2 separate regions of the Mus musculus genome follow, and region 2 is linked to region 1. A link is a contact called in public HiChIP or PLAC-seq data. All regions are on one chromosome and are shown on one strand. The core of a region is the stretch at or near the end of the contact, and the rest is flanking DNA. Distances in the headings are between cores, read along the strand shown.

Evidence for each region. HiChIP or PLAC-seq counts read pairs in DNA pulled down with a chosen protein or histone mark.
Region 2: a contact with region 1 is called in an H3K27ac HiChIP or PLAC-seq map of extraembryonic endoderm stem cells. The contact joins two enhancer-like sites. A contact is called at or near these places in 1 of 484 Hi-C or Micro-C datasets (embryonic stem cells) and 1 of 115 datasets of contacts at active chromatin or transcription factors (extraembryonic endoderm stem cells).

What each region holds. Positions count from the first base shown.
Region 1 is chr14:63,834,856-63,837,555 of GRCm38.p6, reverse strand. It overlaps a transcript of Xkr6 not described here. Among named protein-coding and RNA genes, the nearest start is that of Gm41175, 10 kb to the right of the region's middle. Within about 2 kb of position 1,370, at least 1 of the 459 cell types and tissues checked has an H3K27ac peak or open chromatin away from gene starts, as enhancers often do. A contact at or near this core is called in extraembryonic endoderm stem cells, where this site is marked.
Region 2 is chr14:64,348,945-64,351,644 of GRCm38.p6, reverse strand. All of the region lies in intron 1 of Msra (methionine sulfoxide reductase A), which reads left to right. Among named protein-coding and RNA genes, the nearest start is that of Gm52131, 37 kb to the right of the region's middle. Within about 2 kb of position 1,409, at least 26 of the 459 cell types and tissues checked have an H3K27ac peak or open chromatin away from gene starts, as enhancers often do. A contact at or near this core is called in extraembryonic endoderm stem cells, where this site is marked.

The DNA.
Region 1 (2,700 bases), core at 121-2,620:
CACTGTACTGCTCATCCTGCTGTCTAGTGTTACCTGGTTGCATGGTTCATAGAGGCTGCAGCCCCACCTCTGCTTCTTAGAGACAGGAAAACAGAAGCTCCTGGGAGGCAAGTAACCTGCCTAGAAATGTCAGGACAGGAGAAGACATGGCTCCAGCCCTATGCTCATCCCCACCTCAGGTTGACACCTTCTCAGATTCCTGCCTGGGGCCCTCCTGCTGTGTTTGTTGGATGGAAACAAAATGGCAGATTTCTTGGTATCCATCTCACTCTCTACCAGGCTATGTGAGCCACTTAATCATTGTGAGCTTTGACAAGAAAAAAAATGATACGGGAAGAGCCTGAAAATGAGTGAACACTTGAGGCAGACCAGAATCTACTGTGTAGTCCCTCAGCTGTACCTCTGACTGACCATAGAACCCTGTTCAAGGCATTATGGGTCTCTGTTTCATGGCCTGTAACATGGAGTGAGATTTCTAGCCTTGTAAGATTTTGGTGGACCAAGCTAGGTGAGGGAGCAGCATCAGTCTCTTGCTTTGCTTGCTCTTAGTCAAGTCAGCATCCCTGACCTTGTAAAAGTATCCTGCTACGATTGGCTAACACTGCCCCATGGTCCTGATGGGGATTACTCTGACAGCATGATTCCTGGTGCTACGGGGAACTTGAGAGCTTGGCTGTCCCCTGATTGTCTTCCTTCCCTTGATAAGTCATCCTGGGAACACTCTGGGCTTCACACGCTTCCCCAGCCTCGACATTCTTGGCATGTACACGAGTGCACTGTCTCAAGTGGCACCTAGTGGTAGGCACTTCTACCATAGGGCAGCCCACAAACTACAGAAAGGCATGCCCATTCTGACAGGCGCTTCCTCAGCCAGGGTATAGTCATGAACAGTTGATACCCACAGACACAGTCCCTGAGAATCACTGCCATCACAGACCTCAAAGGCAGGAATATGTGTCCCTTCCCAGAGTTAGGAGTTGACTCAGCCATCATACTTTTCCCTCTGGCTTCTCTTCATTTTGCCCCAAACCTGCATTTCTTGGAAGACCTGGAAACATTGTATCTGAATGGCCATATCTGGGCCTGAACATGGATAGCATAGGTCCAGAGAGAAAGGGGTCTAAACCTTGCAGATGGATTAGATTCTGGCATGGATTTCTGGGAGGGGTGTTTATATAGGTGGGCGGCCTCAAAGTCTCCAGAAAACAATGTCCAAAGAGATACTGAAGAAGAAAGAAAGAGTAAGAAGTTCCTGGGATATGTCTCAAGCATCTCTTGATAACTAAGAGAATAGGGAGATTGCGGGGGGAGGGGGCAGGAGGAATGCTAAAGACTATGCTACTCTCATGCAAGCAATGATCTCCTTCTTTATCTCAAGGAATTCCATCTATGTTCCCATCAGTTAGAGCGAGGGAGCAGCTTGTGCTACAGCAGTTAGGCAGTGTCTGAATTTGTCTGTTAAAAACTGTCTTGGATGGCTCAGCCACCTTGTGCAAGATTTGTAAACCACGAACAAAAATCAGACTTGTGCATTCTCAGCCTAAATAAGGGAGGAGCTGCCTTCTGCCTGCAGGGCTTTCCCTGCCTAGGTTGTGCTTTATAGAACCCGGGGATTCTCTTCTTCCTTATAACTACGTCTCAAGACCTTGTGAAGCTGTGTTAGTTCACTTGAATTAGCCTCACAGACATTGTCAATGAGCTGGAAGCTAGCATACTTAGAATATCACTCCACCACACAGCACACACTGAAAGGCTGACTTCCTGAGCATTTATGCTTTCAGGCCCTTGAAGAGTCCCCTTGTACTTATATTAGCTTCAACGGGAAAACAGAGGCAAGTTGATGTCCATGTTGGCAGGGGATGGGGACAGAAAAGTGAGGTTTGTCAGTGGGTATGCAGTGACATCTATCTGGGAAAGATGAAACTGGCCAAAAGCTGAGGTGGAAGGTTCGACTTGGCCCTCTGGGGACAGGTTACTCCATATAGATGGCCACAAATAAAGAAAGGGAAACATCCAACAGGTCAGATCCTCCCCAGAGCACACCAGCTCCAAGCTATGGTCTGTGTCAGGATCAGGTTGGTAGGGCTACAGTAATAGCTCCTGGTGCACACTACCCGCCACCCTGCCCTCAGCCACAGAGATCACAGGCTCATTGCTCCACTTAAGCCAAATTTTTTTTTCTTGAATTAAGTCAATACATCCCCAAAACCATGAAAAGTAGAGTCTCTAAAGGAAATTAAACATTTCGAACCAAAGAGGATGAAAACAAACTGTAAACACAGAAACACAAAGTGCACATCAGATCGCGTACAGAACCAAACAGGATTAGTACATCGAATCATTTCAAATGAAAGCAAAGAAAACTTTTTGTTGTGGTTGTTAGCTCTTAAATTCAGGCAAAGAATCACTGTAGCATGCTCACCTTGAACCAGAGATTGGTCATTGTGGTTCTTGGATAAAGAGAAAAAAAAAAAAAAACCAATCTGTGAGGGATATGGAAAACAGCTTGGAATCTGAGGTGAAGGGGGTGGAGGGAAACTGGAAGATTGCATAGCTGTGAGACAGTGGCTTCTCACCAAGGCGAGCGAGTACATCATCTGAGAAATAGCATCTGATAGATTGATTTGATTTTCTGTTCATTTCTGTTTGCAGTATTTTGTTCTCTGTCCATCAGACACATCATACACAGAAACGCATATA
Region 2 (2,700 bases), core at 160-2,659, 510 kb before region 1:
ACATATATACCATGAATGTGCACACACACGCACAGCACACGCACACAGGAAAATGGAAGGAATCAGCCAATATTTTTATCATGAGCTTGTGCTTTAAAGTCAAGATGACAGCCTTGAGGCATGGTTAGGAGGCTCAAATGCATGCAAACTACTGTTACTTTACCTACAGTCCCTGTTCTGTAAATCTGCTTTGATTTCCAAGCTTGGCAATAACGAAGAGCATTGTTTACTTTGTTCCTAGTCTTCTACTTCATGGGATGATGTCCACAGCCAGCTCAGATGTCCTCGTGTAGGTCTTTACATCCACGTGCATTACCCTTGCACTTTCATGATGAATGTGCCAGTGGGACAGACACCACAGTTATTTAAACCAATATTTTTTTTATTCTTGAGAATTTCATATGTTTATACAATGACATATAATCATATCCACTCTCATTTTTCTCTTCCAGTCTCCCCAGCCCTTATCCTCCATAATACATCTGCCTCCATGCTGCCTTCTTCCTCTTCCTCTTCCTCCTTCTTGGTAACCCACTAAATCCATTAGTACTGCCCATCTATATGTGGGTGTGTGGCCCCACAATGAAGCATAGGAAATCTGCCAGTGGCCACACCCTCCAAAAGGTCACACCCTTTCTCTATTCCAGCAGCCTTTCCCTGGCCCACTATTCCGATCATGCCCCATCTGCTCCAGGCAGTACCTTCAGGGCTATCATTGTCTCAATTCATAGTTGAGTGATGCTGTCTTTTGGGCATGACAGAGGCTCACTGCAGTAACCGGGGAGAATCTTACTGTATGATTGTTGGAAGGTAGGAAAGAGAGAGGCAACATCAATTAAATACTTAATCTGTGTTTTAACCCTTGTGAGGGGTCGGAGGAGACTGGTTCATTTGTTGTAGTGGCGAATTAGTTCAACTGCTTTGGCTCCCAGTGGGTCACCCAAATGCTGCACCCGCCCAAAAGCTCTCTGGATTTGTGAATGAAAAACACACAAATGCACGCATGCACAAATGCACTCATGCATGCACACACACATGCAAGTACACCAGCTAATTTTAATATTGCCTTGACTAGCTCAATGACTGGGTACTTCTAAACCTCCCTGAAGCTAGCACATAACTCTGGTATTCCTGAATTAACATCTTTTAAAATCTATATTTCATCTCTGCTACCCTAGACACAATTGAGGGATTGGCCCCTAGGGCTACTTTCCTGGATTCCTGCTCCCCTATCATGGCGATTCTCTCTGTCACAGAGCCAGGAAGGGTTTCAGCTGAAATTTGAAACTACTCTTTTAAAATCTTGGATCAGTGCCTACCACTTTCTGGTCTTGAGGCTTACACAGTACACTCTCCACCCAACCAGGAGACTCTCACACTCCCTGAAAGTGACAAACAGCTGGGGTTTTGCCAGAATAAATCATTTGGATGGAAGACAATGACATCTTGGCTATGCCAAGTATGTAGCAACCCACCTAGCACATTGTTTCCAGTCTGAGGTAATGCTTACTGATGTCAGAGCATGTGCTCATGATAAGAATGTTGAGGAATTGCCTGTTCTTAATCTCTCTGTGATAGGTACAGGTCTTTAGAGGTGGCGTCTAAAAAGGGAATGTTCTAAGTACTTTGGCATTTATGTAATTTTTCTCATCCCTGTCTCTCTCAGTGGCTAGAGATAGGTATATCTTTTAAGTATTCAAATGGAGACTGATGTATAAACCTAGTCGGGAACTTGGGAGATGGATCGGTGGGTAAGAACACCCGTGGTACATGCAGGAGGACCTTAGTTTGAGCCCCCAGGACCCATAGAAAAATAGCTGATCATGGCCATTCCATTCATAACTATATCTTTAGTGTTAAGGGGTGGAGATAGGCCAATCCCAGGAACTCATTGGCCCTCCAGTCCAGCTGAAAAGGGACACTTCAGTGGGAGAGCCTGTCTGAAGAGAATAAGGCAGAGGGTGATAGGCACCAATATCTTTCTCTGTGCTTTGCTTTGCATGCATGAACATTGGATGTGTGCATCCCCACACATGTACAAACACACACACACACACACACACACACACACACACACACACACACTACCACCACCACCATACCACCACCACCACCACCAATCTCATACAATAAACAAAATCCTAGTAAGACTTCAAATTGCTTTTGTTTTGTCGGTGGTAAAACGCAGACTCTGGCTGTGCTTGGGAACTGACTTGTTCTTTCATTTTTCAAATGAGCCTAACTGACCAACCAGTGAATTCATCCAGCAGGCAACTGGCAACTCCATCATTGCTGCAGAATGTGAGGCTGTCTCAGCCAGGGGCCTTGGCAGCTGTGATGAGACCCTGTATGTGTACTTTCTGATCTTGCCTAGTTCTGTTTCTCATGGTATTGCTGCTTGCATCTATCACCATTTGCTTATTTTATTTGAGTTTTTACAATGTATATTTGTGTGTGTGTGGGGGGGGGGCTCTTAAAGAGCCTACAGGTGTGTCTTTTTTAACCAGGTAAAGGCCAGGCAGAGATCTATCCTCACCATCCCTGCGCAGCATCCTGAAAGAGATGCTAGCAAGCACAATAAGGCAAGAAAGGGAATGAAACACAAAGGAATGAGGCACACACTGTCAGTATTTACAAGAGGCATGGTTATGTCTTAGTCCATGAAGGCTGCAAGAGCAGGCTGTCAGAGGTGCCTTAGAG